Regions from separate parts of the Zea mays genome. Here region 2 is linked to region 1. Evidence: chromatin contacts called from public Hi-C data. All regions are on one chromosome and are shown on one strand. Each heading gives the region's core, a stretch centred on a gene start, on an enhancer-like site or on the middle of the called end of the contact. The rest is flanking DNA. Distances are from core to core; before and after follow the strand shown. Region 1 holds the start of LOC100191923. Region 2 holds the start of LOC100282828 (ER lumen protein retaining receptor).

The links. A called contact is a pair of places that touch in the nucleus more often than the background predicts.
Region 2: a Hi-C map of ear shows a contact between it and region 1, with 2.9 times the contacts expected there. The contact joins the promoter of LOC100282828 here to the promoter of LOC100191923 in region 1. A contact is called at or near these places in 5 of 25 Hi-C or Micro-C datasets (ear, leaf, root tip and 1 more).

What each region holds. Positions count from the first base shown.
Region 1 is chr2:126,249,448-126,253,615 of Zm-B73-REFERENCE-NAM-5.0, forward strand. LOC100191923 reads right to left here and starts at 2,842. Exons shown (of 7, transcript NM_001137347.2): 1 at 2,571-2,842; 2 at 311-468. The coding sequence starts at 2,667.
Region 2 is chr2:126,599,733-126,603,631 of Zm-B73-REFERENCE-NAM-5.0, forward strand. LOC100282828 (ER lumen protein retaining receptor) reads left to right here and starts at 2,042. Exons shown (of 6, transcript NM_001155734.2): 1 at 2,042-2,272. The coding sequence starts at 2,182.

The sequences.
Region 1 (4,168 bases), core at 1,592-4,091:
TGTTTCGGCTCAAATCTATAACTGGAGAATCTAAAATCAGCAGCCAAGTAGCTTCCTCACTATCGACTTAGTTAGATTTCCAAATACAGTATCTATAGATCCTCAGTGCCAAAACACTTCAAACTACCCAAGTACTAACATTTTCTTTCTTTTCCGGATAAGTTGGGAAATAAAGCAACTTCCAGGTAGCCAATCCATGAGTACACCCATATGCACATGCACGATTGGAATTGAGAACTCATATGCTTTGTAAGCACAACAAGATTATATACTCCAATGCCTAAAAGAAGGGTAGAAGAATGGATTTTACCAGCTTTCTGTCTGCTGGGTGATTAAATTTACAGGTCATCCCAAACCTGCACATGCCAGTCCTCATGTAATAGCTACAGTCTGGATCACCAACACGCTCTGGGTATGGCCCCAGTTCCATGGCATCTCCTAAATTCATCTGCCACATCGCTTCTGTGACTGAAACATAAAAATATTAGTAATTACTCATTTCAAAATGCAGCAAACCAGAAAAGTGTTATATGATCCTGAGATGATGAGACAAAGCAAAAATGCAGAATCCAGTTTGTGCTCCCTTGTGAATATTTGATTTCTCACTAATTCTAAATTTAACTATGTAAAATGGACCATGCACAGCAACTAGTACCATAAAATAAGAGAGCAAGGGAAACAGACAGAAGTGATATTTGTTTGGTTTATTTCCACCAAAACAAAAGAAAAGGGTCAAAACTAAACTTAATTCATGAAATAATCACAGAGGTGCTATTTGTTTGCTTTACAGAGTTTTAAATGATCAAAAACTGACTGAACCATCAAGAATCAACCACCTTTCAAGAAAAGAGTCAAGTCAGTATAATTGGATGAAAAATTGCAGTCCTCAGGGAGCTTTCCCATAATTATATGGAAAACCCCTTTTATCGAATTATTCATATAGAACTTTTGAGTTATCATTCGACGTGCCAGCTATTTAAAGCCAAACTAAAGCTATGTCGCTTCAAGAGTTCAAGACAAGAGTAAAACGGGCTTCTGAACTTGTTGTTAGCAGCAGCGAACAACACATAATTAATTGAATCCACTAAAGGTATTGGACAATATTTCTACAGACAAACATATATAGAGAATGAAGGAACGAAAACTGAACAGAAATAATTTTAAGTGACCATAGGTCTAAATGTTGCCACACTCGATGTTGCGCCAGAAATATAAAGTGCAAGCCTTAATCTCCACAAATAAAGTACCAAAGTACAGTTGAAGTTCAATCTTCAATCCTAACCATGATCCTACTAAATCTGAGCTTTAAATCTATTCACTTGAAATGGAGCCACTACAACCATGCCCAGAAAATTTACGAACTTAGGGTGTGTTTGGTTCAGCTTCCTGAACCAGATTCACTGTCAAAAATCTGGAATCTCAACCAAACGGCTACAACAACATAATAGATTCCTGAAAATCAATAGATTCTTCTAATTCAATTCAGAATCACCTCCTAACCCAGATTTTCCAGATTCCTGTCATCCATGATGCAAGATGTCATGATCTTATAGAATCTATATTGATAGTTGTTTCAACCAAACAAATTTCAGTTTTTTCACAATTGTCAGCTTACAATAGCTTTCTCACAGCTCACAGCTGGAATCATATTTTCAGAAGTCTACAGTTGAACCAAGTAGACCCTTAATCTCAATCGGTTCAAAAATTCTCTCACCAATACGCTGCACCTACGCATCACCCATATGCTAGTAAGGGCACCATAACAGTATCCGATACAGCGGGATATGGCCCAATGCACATATCGAGAAAATGAAACAAAAAAAAAGATATTTAGCTCACAATATGTCGCTCGATACAGCCCGATACATCTTGCTGATATGCATGCTAGCCCAATAGCACCTCATTTCACAACTCATGCCCAGCAGCATTGTCTCATCCATTCTCTCAAGTCTCAACCCAAAAACACCTGATCCGAAGTGTGAAGTTTCCTATTCAGTAAGAGACATTCTCTATCCTACATGATAAGTGTGAACTTTCCCAATTGAGGATGCTCCTTCTTCACTAAAAAAACACCTCTAATCAGTATGCGCTAGTTACAACACATGATAAGCTCAGCAAAGATTAGAAAGTTCAAAAGAGTAAAATAGGCAGCACTCCACACCTACAGCAAACATGCCAGGGTTGCTAAAGCACGTCAATCAAACCAATCCTCCACACACATAAGCAATTTCTTGAATCGGCTAAAAGCCAAAACAAGTACGTGTTGTGTTTAGTGAGTCGCCTACTCAAACACGCACCGACGCGGAGGTTTATAACACCACCGACGCGCCGCCGACACCCAGGTGCCTCAGCATTGCCCGGTTCTGCACGCCCACGCGCGCGCAAGCGATCCAAGACTTCCTAGCACTACTCGCTGTGAAACACGGCTTCTCCGCGGACCCGCCCAAACAGTTAAGGCCACCACGAGGCATGCCCAATCCGACCGTGGTTAGCTGCGCTCCAGCACAAACGCTTCACCGAGACTAAACACGAAAGCCCGATGAGGAGGAGGAGGAGCAGGGGTTGCTAACCTTGGTCCACCCCGTGGGCCCCGATCGTCATAGCTGCGGCGGCCGAGGAGGAGCCCTCCCCCGCACCGCCGCCCCCACCGCCGGACGGCGCTGCCATCACCGCCGCGCCGGCATCAGATCGCCCCCGCCCCGCCCCACCGGCGATAAGTCGGTGGGTGCTCCCGCGCCGCGCGCCCGTGGAGGGATGTTGTCACGCGCGCGCAAGAGAGAGAGGGCGAGTAGTGGAAAGAAAGAGAGAGGTGGAAGGGGAATGAGAGGAACCAGGCGTCCCCGTTCGGACAGCCAGTCGTTTTGTTCCTCCTCACCTCGCGGCCCGCTTCTTTTCACCGCGCTCCCATTGCGCCAACTACCGAAACACCCGCCCAGTCAACTGGGGCCGCCCCTAGGCGAACCCCTCGGGTGTACACAGACCTGGGTGACCACGGCCCAAAGGGTGCCACACCACCATGAGTATGGAGTGTACACGGATCTGTTTGGTTCAGCTTTTTCTGACCAGCTTTTTCGAGAATTTAGCTATGCGGAGAATCTGGCTGTGTAGAGAATCTGAGTATCATTAGGATTACGTGCGAAGGAAGATAAAGTTGTCCATGGGGCTCAGGATCTATAAAGTGACGGATTACTACTATTGCGACGACTCAACCGATTATATGTTTATTTTGATTTTAACCGATTATATGTTTATTTTGATTTTGAATGGTTTTTACCCAAACGATTTTTATAGAAGCTGGCTGAAAAGTTGAGTGTTTGGCAGTCCGCAGCAGCTTTTGGTGGCCAGAAGCTGCGAAAAGCCGAAACAAACCGGGGCAACACCGGGTGATGTAGGTATGGTTTGGCATTATTGTTGGATCCATCACATTTTGCGGGTCAGTTTCACACTTTCACTTACACAGACATGCCAGTGGCAGTGGGAAGCTGCAAGGCAGTTTTCTTGCTCTTGCATGTTACCGGAACAAAGATAGGACTTATTTGGATCAAAGGATTATTTCTTGGATCCTGTGTTTTCTCTGTGTTTTTGAACGAATTCCTGTGAATTTCCTATGTTCAAAAAGAGCCCTAAGAGCAACTCCAAAAGAATGTTAAAAAATCCCCCTCAAAAACTAATTATTGGGAGCAGACTAAAAAGTTTTAGAAGTGGATTATAATGTGTTCTCCAACAGTTTCTCTAAACAAAGGCTAAAACATTGTTAAATGCAACGATGTTCTCGGTGTGGCACTTTGGTGAACACCCAGCAGGCGTCACGCGGGCATTGTGACCTTCACCAGGCCAACTCTCTCCTCACTGTCATGCTCAAGCCCGAGCCTATGTGGTGGCACAGCATGGTCGTGCTCGTGCATGTCGCTGAACTAGAGCACTAGCTCGAACGCTACAGATTGCGCAAAGACCCACCAAGTCTGCATCTGCATGGTTCCAACATAAGCGCCAGGCACGCTACCATCGAGTTGATTTCGCTCCTGCGGCGGAACGAGCAGACAACGATGTCGCGGCGGCTCGCACACAGTCGTCGTGGTGGAGAAGAACCGATGGTGTGTATTGGGGAGGCATCGCTCACACGTAAATATGCGGGAGGAGAGTAGGTGGATGCGGGACGCGAAACTTT
Region 2 (3,899 bases), core at 792-3,291, 350 kb after region 1:
GTTTATATTGATTTTGGATGGTTTTTGTCCCAACGAATTTTATAGAAGCTGGCTGAAAAGCTGAGCGTTTGGCAGTCCGCAGTAGCTTTTGGTGGCCAGAAGCTGCCAGAAGCCGAAACAAACAGGGCCAAAGTTCACAGAGCGAGAAGAAGCACGATAGCTCGTGAACGAAGAGCCACACGATGCCTAGGCTCTTGGCCACGTCCGCTGTCCACGGGACGGGTATCACTAGTCCGCGCGCACGTAGCCCTTGAACGGCCGGCGAGCTCACTTAACGCGTCGAAGGATGGCCCTATAAAATAAAGAATACAAGTGGTGTATATATCGTCATCTCGAATAGTAGGTACTTGCATGGTTTCAGCTTGTTAGCTATTTTATTTTAGAGAATAATACTAGCTAGCTAGATACTAAGTAGGTTGTTGGTCACTTGTTCTCAAATGTTACGAGCTAAGAACAAGGCAACACAAATGTTAATTGTTAAAAACTTTCGTCCTTCGAAGGATTATCTCCCTTAGGATATAATGATCTTCACACGAAGGTCATGAATAACAAACCTTCATCATCTCAACATGTAATAATAAAAAGCAGAAATATATGGGACATATAAAGGACATGAATGATAATGTCAAATATTAAATTATCTATCTTCTCAATATATAATCGTGAATAAACATTAATAATATTGAATTACATTTATACCTTCGGCTTGACAGAAGATAAGAATCCAAGAGTGACGTGTAAGTGATTACAAGTCAGCATGAACAGTACTGTGTTACTGTTCATCTATTTATAGGCACATAAGACGCAACCTGGGTAAAATTACATCCAAGTCCTTGACATTTACTATTGACTAAGGAGTAATCTGTCGAGGACTAAACAGTCTTTTCCCATTTAGGTCGATTTCATTCTCCATCACTGTCTTTGCGCTAATCCGAAGCTTCTCCATCCATAGCTTCGGAACTGATTCATCCTTCTTCCAGACCGCTCCTTTCATACCGTGCGCATCTTTATCTCAAAACCGAAGGTTCCTGTAACAATATATTACACTTGGAAAACATGTTAGTCGTGTTTTTGAGGACCTTCGTAAGACGAAGGCCCCAATATAGGCCTTTGGTAATGACACACATGGATGCCTCGACAATAAAACCGCACTTGTTGGACGCCACGACTCAGCATTCAGCACACTACACACAGGCTACAAAATATAGAGTATTCGGTCCCACATATGATAACATATTTTATAGTCATCTTAGTTTATGTTAATATTTTTTTGCTAATCATCGCCTATAACTCGTAGCGATGTTTAAGATAATGTTATAGTAAATCACTTAATAACCTCGTAAATTTGCTAGAAACCAATTTAGGAATTATCAAGAAAACTAAACATGCGAATAAACTCACTGATATAGGCTCTCTATTTTTGATTTAGATATATAAAAAGAATATGCATGCAATATTAAATTATTAGTGTTGTAAAAAAGACAACAAACAAGGAAGGTTGTTGTATGCTACATTGGCAGTTAAATAGCAATCAAATTTGTTACCTAGTGTCGGAAATTTATTGGAGAGGGTGGCCATGTCCAATAGAAGCAGCTGTTCGAGAGGCCGAGTTGAAACTCGGAAGCGACACACGTCTGGAGGTCCGGCAATGGCCGTGATGGGAGCTCAGCCACGTTATTGTCAGCTCGGTTTACACACACTAGAGTCAATATTTTGGTGTCATGAGCTATGACGCTGAGCAGTGTTACCTCGACGTCATGACAGGATTAAAAAACGAGAATACTTATCACAGAGATCTAAATGTGAATTTTTAAAAAAGCTGAAATGCAAAATAAATCGGGCCCGTCACTTCCAATGGCGCGCTGCCACCTCAGCCTCGCCACGTACTTCCCTCCTTTGCCCACGGCCGTGTCCGGCCGGCCACGCTCTTTTGCATTAACTGACATCGTGGGGGACACCCGGGCCCCAGTAGTCATCGACGTCGTCCCGACCTTCTTTTCAATCCCGTCTCGGATTCGTTCCGTCTCAGCTACCGCGACCACGACGCCGACGCGAGAGGGCAGGGAACACAGCCACTCGCCGACGAGACCCCGGCGCGCGCGAGAGAAAGAGAAGAGAGGAGGATCTTTTGTTCGTGAAAAATATTGGAGGCGGAGGGAAGGTGAAGGAGGGGGATCGGAGATGAACGTGTTCCGGCTGGCGGGGGACATGACCCACCTCCTCAGCGTGGTAGTGCTGCTCCTCAAGATCCATACCATCAAGTCCTGCGCAGGTACGCCCTTCTCTTCCCCTCTCCGCCCCACTGGGATCAGGGCTAGGATTCTAGGAACCGAAACTAATTGCGCTGCCATTTCTCCGTATTTTAACGACTGGTTCTTCTGGGACCGCACCGGAGATCTCGATCTCGAGGGGAGCAGGTAGCTGTAGTGTTGTACGCAATGCGGCGTTGGCACTGCGTGCCTCCCGCTGATCCCTTCTTTCCGCATTGTGAACGGCCGCTAGGAATTTATTGTGTAGAAACGAGCAAATGTAATGAGGGACCTTGCGGCTGCTCTTCTCGAATTTGAGGAGGCTCATCCGTATACCCTGCAACAATGGTTGGCAAAGTACATATAATTTTCTTCTATTGACTACAAACTTTTTATTTATTTTTGTCGGTGAATAAGCAGATAACATTGCTCCTGAGAAGACCCATCAAGGAGGAATATGTTGACTTGTTGAGGTTGTCCTGGAATCGGCAGTGCCATCTAAAACGCCGCCAAATCTCACCGGGAGGCATAACGAACAACAAAATATAGAGGAAAACAGATAAAAGAGATAATAGATGTATTTTTAATCGATTAGATGTTGGGTACCTTAATCAGCTGTATTCCTCTGGTACTTAGTAACCAGGTTTCCGGATCGATGGCATCGAGAAACGGGAACATGGTACATGGTACGCTACTAAAACTAAGTTTTAACACTACGGGAACGAGCTTGTTCCCACGTTCCCGGAAAGAGGAACGTGCCAAGTTCCCAGTTCCCTGTTACTAAGCTCTGGTATATATAGAGAGGGGTCGTCTTATCCCAGTAAAAAAACAATTCTAAAACATGTTTTATATGTTTTCAATGTCAAAAACCAATATAGAAGTTAATCGATTCAGAATCTAGCAAAAGTCGCGGTAGTCAATGATTAAAGTCAGCTAGGTCAGGCACGTGGGCCGGCTACTATAGCCGGTATCACATGACAATAGGAAGTTTGGCCTAGCTAGCTTCTATGGCCAACCTAGCCGATGTTGTCAACCCGGCCTAGTCAGGGTTTGTGCCATCTTTTTCTACTTTTTGCTAGACAATTTTTATGTTGGGACATTTTTATGTGTCAAATATGCCAAAGCTCTAAATAGTGACGATGTTGAACTCATTGGCTATTTAGCATCTAAGGGTAAAGGGTGATGGTGATGCATACATTGATCATATTTGTGCTAAGGGTGATACAAATACCCGATATTGTTCAAATAACACTTTAGTCTTCTTGCCAAACACTTGGAAATTACTTTTTTTCTTGAGAGGCTAGAAATCCTGTCCCTAAAACATGGTGGGTTGTTGTATATATATGAGAGCATCTCCAACAATATGCCCTATAAAAGTGCCCTAAAATTTTAAAATAGATATATTTTATAGAATTTAGGGCACCAACAAAAAAAATGAAGCTCCTACAGTAAAGCCCCAAATCAAGTGATTAATCAAAATCCGATAATCTACTCCGTTCGTTTGGAAAGGAAAGTTTTGTGAAGCGTCGGTTTGTTTAGATCTAGATATGGGGCAACCTAATAAGGTGCAGTATATTTGTGGCACTTCAGGAGGTGACCTATATTTTCGCCAATATTTTGTAAATTAGGGCACTTTTGTAGCATTTTTTT